Regions from separate parts of the Mus musculus genome. Here region 1 is linked to region 2. Evidence: chromatin contacts called from public Hi-C data. All regions are on one chromosome and are shown on one strand. The core of a region is the stretch at or near the end of the contact, and the rest is flanking DNA. Distances in the headings are between cores, read along the strand shown. Region 1 overlaps Dnmt3a (DNA methyltransferase 3A). Region 2 overlaps Dtnb (dystrobrevin, beta).

What was found. A called contact is a pair of places that touch in the nucleus more often than the background predicts.
Region 1: a Hi-C map of bone marrow-derived macrophages shows a contact between it and region 2, with 2.0 times the contacts expected there. The contact joins two enhancer-like sites. A contact is called at or near these places in 11 of 39 promoter capture datasets (the 3T3-L1 cell line, 3T3-L1-derived adipocytes, the C10 cell line and 5 more), 13 of 484 Hi-C or Micro-C datasets (B cells, CD4 T cells, Th17 cells and 9 more), 6 of 115 datasets of contacts at active chromatin or transcription factors (Th17 cells, astrocytes, embryonic stem cells and 3 more) and 3 of 9 other capture datasets (adipose tissue, liver and pancreatic islet).

Annotation. Positions count from the first base shown.
Region 1 is chr12:3,841,683-3,844,969 of GRCm38.p6, forward strand. All of the region lies in intron 2 of Dnmt3a (DNA methyltransferase 3A), which reads left to right. Among named protein-coding and RNA genes, the nearest start is that of Dnmt3aos, 19 kb to the right of the region's middle. Within about 2 kb of position 1,814, at least 26 of the 459 cell types and tissues checked have an H3K27ac peak or open chromatin away from gene starts, as enhancers often do. A contact at or near this core is called in bone marrow-derived macrophages, where this site is marked.
Region 2 is chr12:3,696,306-3,699,632 of GRCm38.p6, forward strand. All of the region lies in intron 9 of Dtnb (dystrobrevin, beta), which reads left to right. Among named protein-coding and RNA genes, the nearest start is that of Dnmt3a, 110 kb to the right of the region's middle. Within about 2 kb of position 1,921, at least 9 of the 459 cell types and tissues checked have an H3K27ac peak or open chromatin away from gene starts, as enhancers often do. A contact at or near this core is called in bone marrow-derived macrophages, where this site is marked.

The sequences.
Region 1 (3,287 bases), core at 564-3,063, 150 kb after region 2:
TGAGAAGCTGGGACTGTTGATTCTTAAGGCTTCGCCTTTGCCTTCTGCAAATCTCAGAATCGCTCTGAGCTTCACTTTACCACCTGTGTGATGGGAGAACATGACACCTACTGTGGTTTCTGTCAATCATAAACATAAAATGAAGAGCAGGCTTGTAACCCCAGCACTCGGGAGATAGAGGAGAGAGGATCAGAAGTCCAAGCCTGTCTCAGCTGCCTGTCGGGTTCCAGGCTGGCTCAGGCACTTGGGAGCCTGTTTCAAAACCCAACAACAAAAAAGCATATGTGGAAATCCTTTGCTGATTTTGCTGTATTGTACAAATGTGAGCAATTATTGGCATAGCCCAGCTTGTCAGAAGGCAAAGATGTGTGTGACTTAAAATAATCCATCCAGTGAGCTGTGCTAAAATGTAGGTCAAATCATAGCCTCAGAATTTTAGAGTGAGGCTGGTGGGAACCACTTAACCTAACAGCCCACCCTAGCTGAAGGTTCCCCAAAGCTGTAAAGACTTCCAGAAAAGGAAAGTGACAATTCCATTTAAGGTGTAGATGATCTGTTTAAGGTTGGGGGTTGAGCAGATCCCTGACACTTGAGACGTGCAGCCTGGAGGACCACAAACTCATGGACACTCTGAGTTATACAGTGAGAGCCTCCCTCAACACACAATGCAAAACAAAACAGGTGTGCTGGCTCATGCCTATTAGCGCACTGAGGAGGGAGACTATTGTACTTTGAGGCCAGCTTAGGCTACATAATAAGTTTTAGACCAGGCTGGGCTCAACCTGTTTGTGACTGTGGAGACATAGAGATCTATGTGCCTTTGTGCCCTGTGCGCTGTAGGTTTGTATGTGAGTCTCTTTTGTGCATGTGGACTCTATTCTTTTTTGTTTGTTTGTTTGTTTCGAGACAGGGTTTCTCTGTGTAGCCCTGGCTGTCCTGGAACTCACTCTGTAGACCAGGCTGACCTCAAACTCAGAAATCCGCCTGCCTCTGCCTCCCGAGTGCTGGGATTAAAGGCATGCGCCACCACGCCTGGCGTGGACTCTACTCTTTACTGAGTATCTGCTATGTGACTGTCACTCATCTAAGGGTTGCCCAGTATCTGTCAGGCTAGGCTTTTTTTTCCTTTTCTTTTCTCTTCTTTTCTTTTCTTCTCTTCTCTTTTCTTTTCTTTTCTTTTCTTTTCTTTTCTTTTCTGTTGTTGGTTTTTAGAACAGAAACTCAAGTACTCTAGGCTGGCCTAGAAATTCTGACCCTCCTGCCTTCACCTCTCGAGAAGTCCCTGCTGGCCAAGCACATTAGTGCACCGGCACTGGGAGGCAGGAGGATTGCAAGTCTGAGGTCAGCCTCAAATTCATGGGGAGACTCTGCCTCCAAAATGAAAAACAGCAGCTCTGGTTACTCGATTCAAAGAGCTCATAGCATTGCAGGGGTGGGTGGCTGTCAGGACCTATCCGTTCAGTCTAGGTAGGGAAAGCAAGCCCGGGAAGCCTTCAGGGAAGGTGGGTTAGGCAGGAGGAGTAGCTGTGCCTGGGGAAGCAGCTGCTTTTGCACCCGCTGCCTATGTTGGGGCCCTGGGATAGAAAGGAAACACAGGCAGTTCAGCAAGAGCCCAGGGACCTTTACAAAGACTAGGAGTTGGGCTTGATCCTCCAGGTCCCTGGGGTCCCCCTCAGAGAGGGTTAAAGCTCTGTAGAATGACATAGTCCACCTTGCAATTTGGAAAAGTCTGCCGCCCCAGCATCCACATAGCTCACCATAGCAACGGCGGTAGCCAGATGTTGGGATCTGTCTGCTTGTGAGTGATGGCTGCACATGGAGGAGAGAGAGCTGGGATTTGCTGGAGGCCAGGAGGGGGCCTCTGCTGGCGGGCTGGGAATGCTGGCCCCTGTGAAACATTCTAGTATGGAGGCAGGAGGAAGTAAGCCGTTCCCCAGTGACTGTCACTGTTCCCAGCTTCCTCTATCGCCTTACTTAGTTCTCAAGCTCCAGCTGTGGAGCAAGCATGATTTCCATCTTATGGATAAGGAATGCAGGCTGCAGAGAGGCTAAGTTCAAGGTGACTAGTAAACAGTGTAAGTTCCTGCTCAGCCCAGCCCTGCTCTTTGCAAAACCCGTCTATAATTTCTGCCCCCCCCCACTCCTGCTACAGTTCTTGAGGGGCTAATTGAGACTCCTCCCTCTCCCCCCCTCATCTCCCCCTCCCACTCCGTCTCCCCCTCTCCCCCCCTCATCTCCCCTTCCCTTTTGTCTCCCCCTCCCCTCGGATGAGGAGGCCAATCTGGGCTCAAATCTGTTCCCACTAAATGTGCTGCTGTTTCCAGCTGCTCCGGTTACTACAGCACAGGTTCTTGCATTTCAGTATTAGCTGACATTCGACGACATCGGTGCTGCTTGCAGATTTGAGAAGCATAGCCCACATTCCTTTGCTTAACCCGTCTTAGGCACTGACAGGCCCCTGACAGATGCAAGAATAAACCTCTTGATAGACCTTCCTGGAGTCACTGAGGGCATGGCCCAGACCATCTGTCCACCCAATCAGTGTATCAGTTCCCTGCCCAGTGGTACGAACAGCCCACAGGCAGGCTCAGAGCAGAAAGCATACCCTCCATTTTAGAATGCTATATTGATAACTTGCTTTCCACAAAGCTGTACTGAGCTTCATGGGAAGGTGGGAGCCAAACCTAGATATGGGTCCAGCAGAGTAGGAGGTCTGTTCTGTGCACATCGTGCTTCCTGCTGGGATTGGGGCCCAGGCCTGGTGCTCTTCAAGTGCTGGTAAGGTGGCTGCTTCCTCCTAGGCTGGACTAGTTTGGATTGAAGCCAGCAGGGACAAAGTGTGCTGACTGTGTGTAGCATGCCTGGATAGCTTGTATGAGGTAAAGCACGTGAGCAGCACATGGAGGGACCATGTGACATAGGGTTTTCACACGGAGGGACCACGTGGCATACGGTTTGCTGTTAAAGACCCTAGAGGCCTTTCCCATGGGGTCATGAGAACAGGTGTTTGTCTGTACCAGAAGGTCAAGTGTCTTTGGTTTGGTTTGATTTCTGATTTTGCTTGTTTTTGTAGTAGCCAAAGATGGTTTTGAACTCTCCAAAAGGCAAGGATAACCTTAAATGTATAACCTTCCACATCTGCCTCTCCAGTTCAGGCATTGCAGGCATAGATTGCCATACCTGGCGTATGCAGCTGGGGACCCAGGCCTCAGTTCCAAGCACACTAGGCAAGCAGTCTACCAATCTAGCCAAAATGGCTTTGGTTTTTTGTCATTGCTGTATGGTGG
Region 2 (3,327 bases), core at 671-3,170:
GGATTGCTTCATGTCTGTATTATTTTCATATTCTGACAAGAAGCGAAGGGTCATGTCCTTCTACTGCAACTAGGACTCATTGAGTTTGTAACAGAGCTGCCACACTGTAGTCCACAAGTGGAAGCCAGCCGATGGGACACTATCTGGGATTGACCTTCTTATTTTTAAATCATTAAAGATAATTTGGAGGAGGTAGTCTGTATACACATGTACATGTTTATGAAGGCAAGACTTCAGACCCAGTATGTTTTTTGTTTGTTTGTTTGTTTTGTTTTTATTGTTTGTTTTTTTGAGACAGGGTTTCTCTGTGTAGCCCTGGCTGTCCTGGAACTCACTCTGTAGACCAGGCTGGCCTCGAACTCAGAAATCCGCCTGCCTCTGCCTCCCGAGTGCTGGGATTAAAGCCGTGCGCCACCACGCCCGGCCAGGTATGTGTTTTTAATTATTCGCTACCTTATTCTTTTTTTTTTAAAAAAAGATGTATTTATTTATTTATGTATTTATTATAAGTACACTGTAGCTGTCTTCAGACACACCAGAAGAGGGCATCAGATCTCATTACAGATGGTTGTGAGCCACCATGTGGTTGCTGGGATTTGAACTCAGGACCCAGGAAGAGCAATCAGTGCTCTTAACTGCTGAGCCATCTCTCCAGCCCTACCTTATTCTTTTTTATTACATTTTATGTATTTTGTGTGTTCACATGAGAGTAAACTTTGTGAGAGCTGATTGTCTCTGCTGTGTGGGCACTGGCTATCGAACAGGTCGTCAAGCTTGGCAGCAGGTATCCTCCCCACTGAAGCCTCTCCCCAGCCTTCTACCTTATTTTTTGAGACAAGGTTGCTCACAGAACCTGGAACATGCTAATTTAACCAAAAGCTTTAGGGATCCTCCTGTCTCTCTGCCTCTCAGACATTGCAGCCGTGCACCACTCACCGCTCATGGCTGTTTACATTGATTCAGCAGCTATTGTGCCAACTGAGCCATCTCGTCAGCCCATAACAGTAAGTTGTAATTTATCTTTAGATTAATTTAATTCAAAAAATTAAATGGTATTAAATTATTTATAAAATAAAGATAAGATTTATTAAAAAGAATAACAAGCCATAGAAAGTAGATCATGTCTGTAATATAAGCACTGTGGAGCCTAAGTCAGGAGGATTGCTCAGTGACTGAAACCATTCTTAGCGAGGTGGGTTATATGAGGCATGCAGACACGCAGAGGTCAGGCTGATGTTGGGTGTCTTCCTCAGCTGCTCCCCACTCTGTTTCTGCGGAGGCAAGGTCTCTTGCTGAACCAGGAACTTTGCAATTCTGGTTGCTTAGCTTGCTAGCTTATTCCAGGGATCCACTGTCTTCACCTTCCAAACACTGGGATTACAGGTGAACCGTCATATATCCCCTGGTTTTCATGTGAGTTCTGGGCTTTTAACTCTAATCCTCATGCTTATATAGCAAGTATTTTACTTTCTTTTTCTTTTTTTGTTGTCTTTTTGTTTTGGGGGTTTTATTTATTTATTTATTTATTTATTTATTTAATTTTTTGGCAAGTATTTTTCATAACCAGCCATCTCCCTAGCCCCATGAATTTCCTGAGCCTCTAATCATACAGTCTTTACTTGTCCAGCACTGGGATTGTAGGCATAGACTACTGTACCTAGTTTATGTAGTGCTGGGAATCAAACCTAGTACATCATCTATCCTAGGCAAGTACTCAGCAACACAACTGTGTCCCCTGTCTGTCTGTCTGCCTGCCTGCCTGTCTGTCTCTGTCTTTCTCTCTCCCTCCCTCTCTCTCCCTCCACCCCTCTCTTTGAGCTCATTGGTCTGTCTGTCTTTTTGTCCATCCCCAGCACTGGGGTTACAGAAGTGCTGTCTGTCATGCTCAGCTTTTACATGAGGGGTGGGAGTCAGCACCAAGTTCCTCATGCTTGCAAAGCAAGAACTTTGCCAACTAAGTCATTTCCCCAGTTCTCTCTTTCTCTTCTTCCTCCTTTTTTAATTAGGTTAAAGACACATAAAATTGGGCTAGGGAGATGGCTGAGTGGTTAAGAGACTGGTTGTTCTTCAGAAAACCTGAGTTTAATTCCCAGCACATACATGATACCTCATGACTGTCTCTCTCAGGGGATCCAAAGCAGTCTTATGGTCTCTGAGTCCTCCACAACCATAGTACACAGACATACATATAGGCAAACACCCATACACATAAAATAAGATAAAAATGTTTAAGAAACACATAAAGTTATCTTAACAAATTTGAAGTATATGCATCATAAACATACCATAAAATTTGCTCATTGTGGCAAATTACATTACTTTTACTAAATTTATAGCATTTTTAACCATCACTACCATCTGGTTGCAGATATTTTCATCATCCAAAGAAGTGTCTGTCTTTTTTATAAATTGGCACTCACAGATCCAGCCCTGTCTTTGTTACTTTTCTATTGCTGCAAAGATATACCACAATCAAGGAAACTTATAGAAGAAATAGCTTACTATGGTTTGCAATTCATGAGGATTAGGGACCATACCATTGTGGCAGAAGGCAGACAAAGAAGGAAGAAGGCTGGAGCCTTAGCTGAGAGCTCACACCTCATATGTGAACACAGCAGATAGAGGCAGAGGCTAACTGGGCTGTGAGACCAAGTGGCACACCTTCTCCAGGAAGGTCACATCTCTTACTCCTTTCTCAACAGTTCCACCATCTGGGAACCAAGCATTCAGACATATGAGTCTATGGTGCCGTTCTCATTCAAACCACGGCAAGCCGTAAGACAACCTCCAGTCTGCAGGAGTTCCTCTTACCATGAAGAGTACATCTAAGTCCCCAGTGGGTTTGAGAAACTGCAGATTATACTAAAGCACTTGAATGTATGTGTGCCTGTGCATGCATGTGTTTATGTATGTATATGTATATGTGAATATACATTTAACATGTATGTTTGTGTGTACTTAGGGACTAAGAAGATAGCTCAGTGGGTAAAACGCTTGCTGACAAGCCTGAAAACTGGGATTGGATTCTCAGATCCCATATAAAAACCTCCAGACAGTAGTAGTAGTAGTAGTATCTCTAGTCCCAGAATACCCTAACCAAGAGACAGGTGGAGACATGGCTGGAAGATTGTGGGCCAGCTAGCTTAATACATGCTGCAGTGCTCCTCTGTACATCATCTCCTGAGTTCTAGAGATAAAGTTCAGGTTGCCAAGTTTGTAGGGCCCTGCTTTACCAGCTTTCTCTTCAACCTGGAAAGTTTCTTAATTAAAAATTTAAAGCCGGGCTTGGTGGCGCACGCCTTTAATCCCAGCACTCGGGAGGCAGAG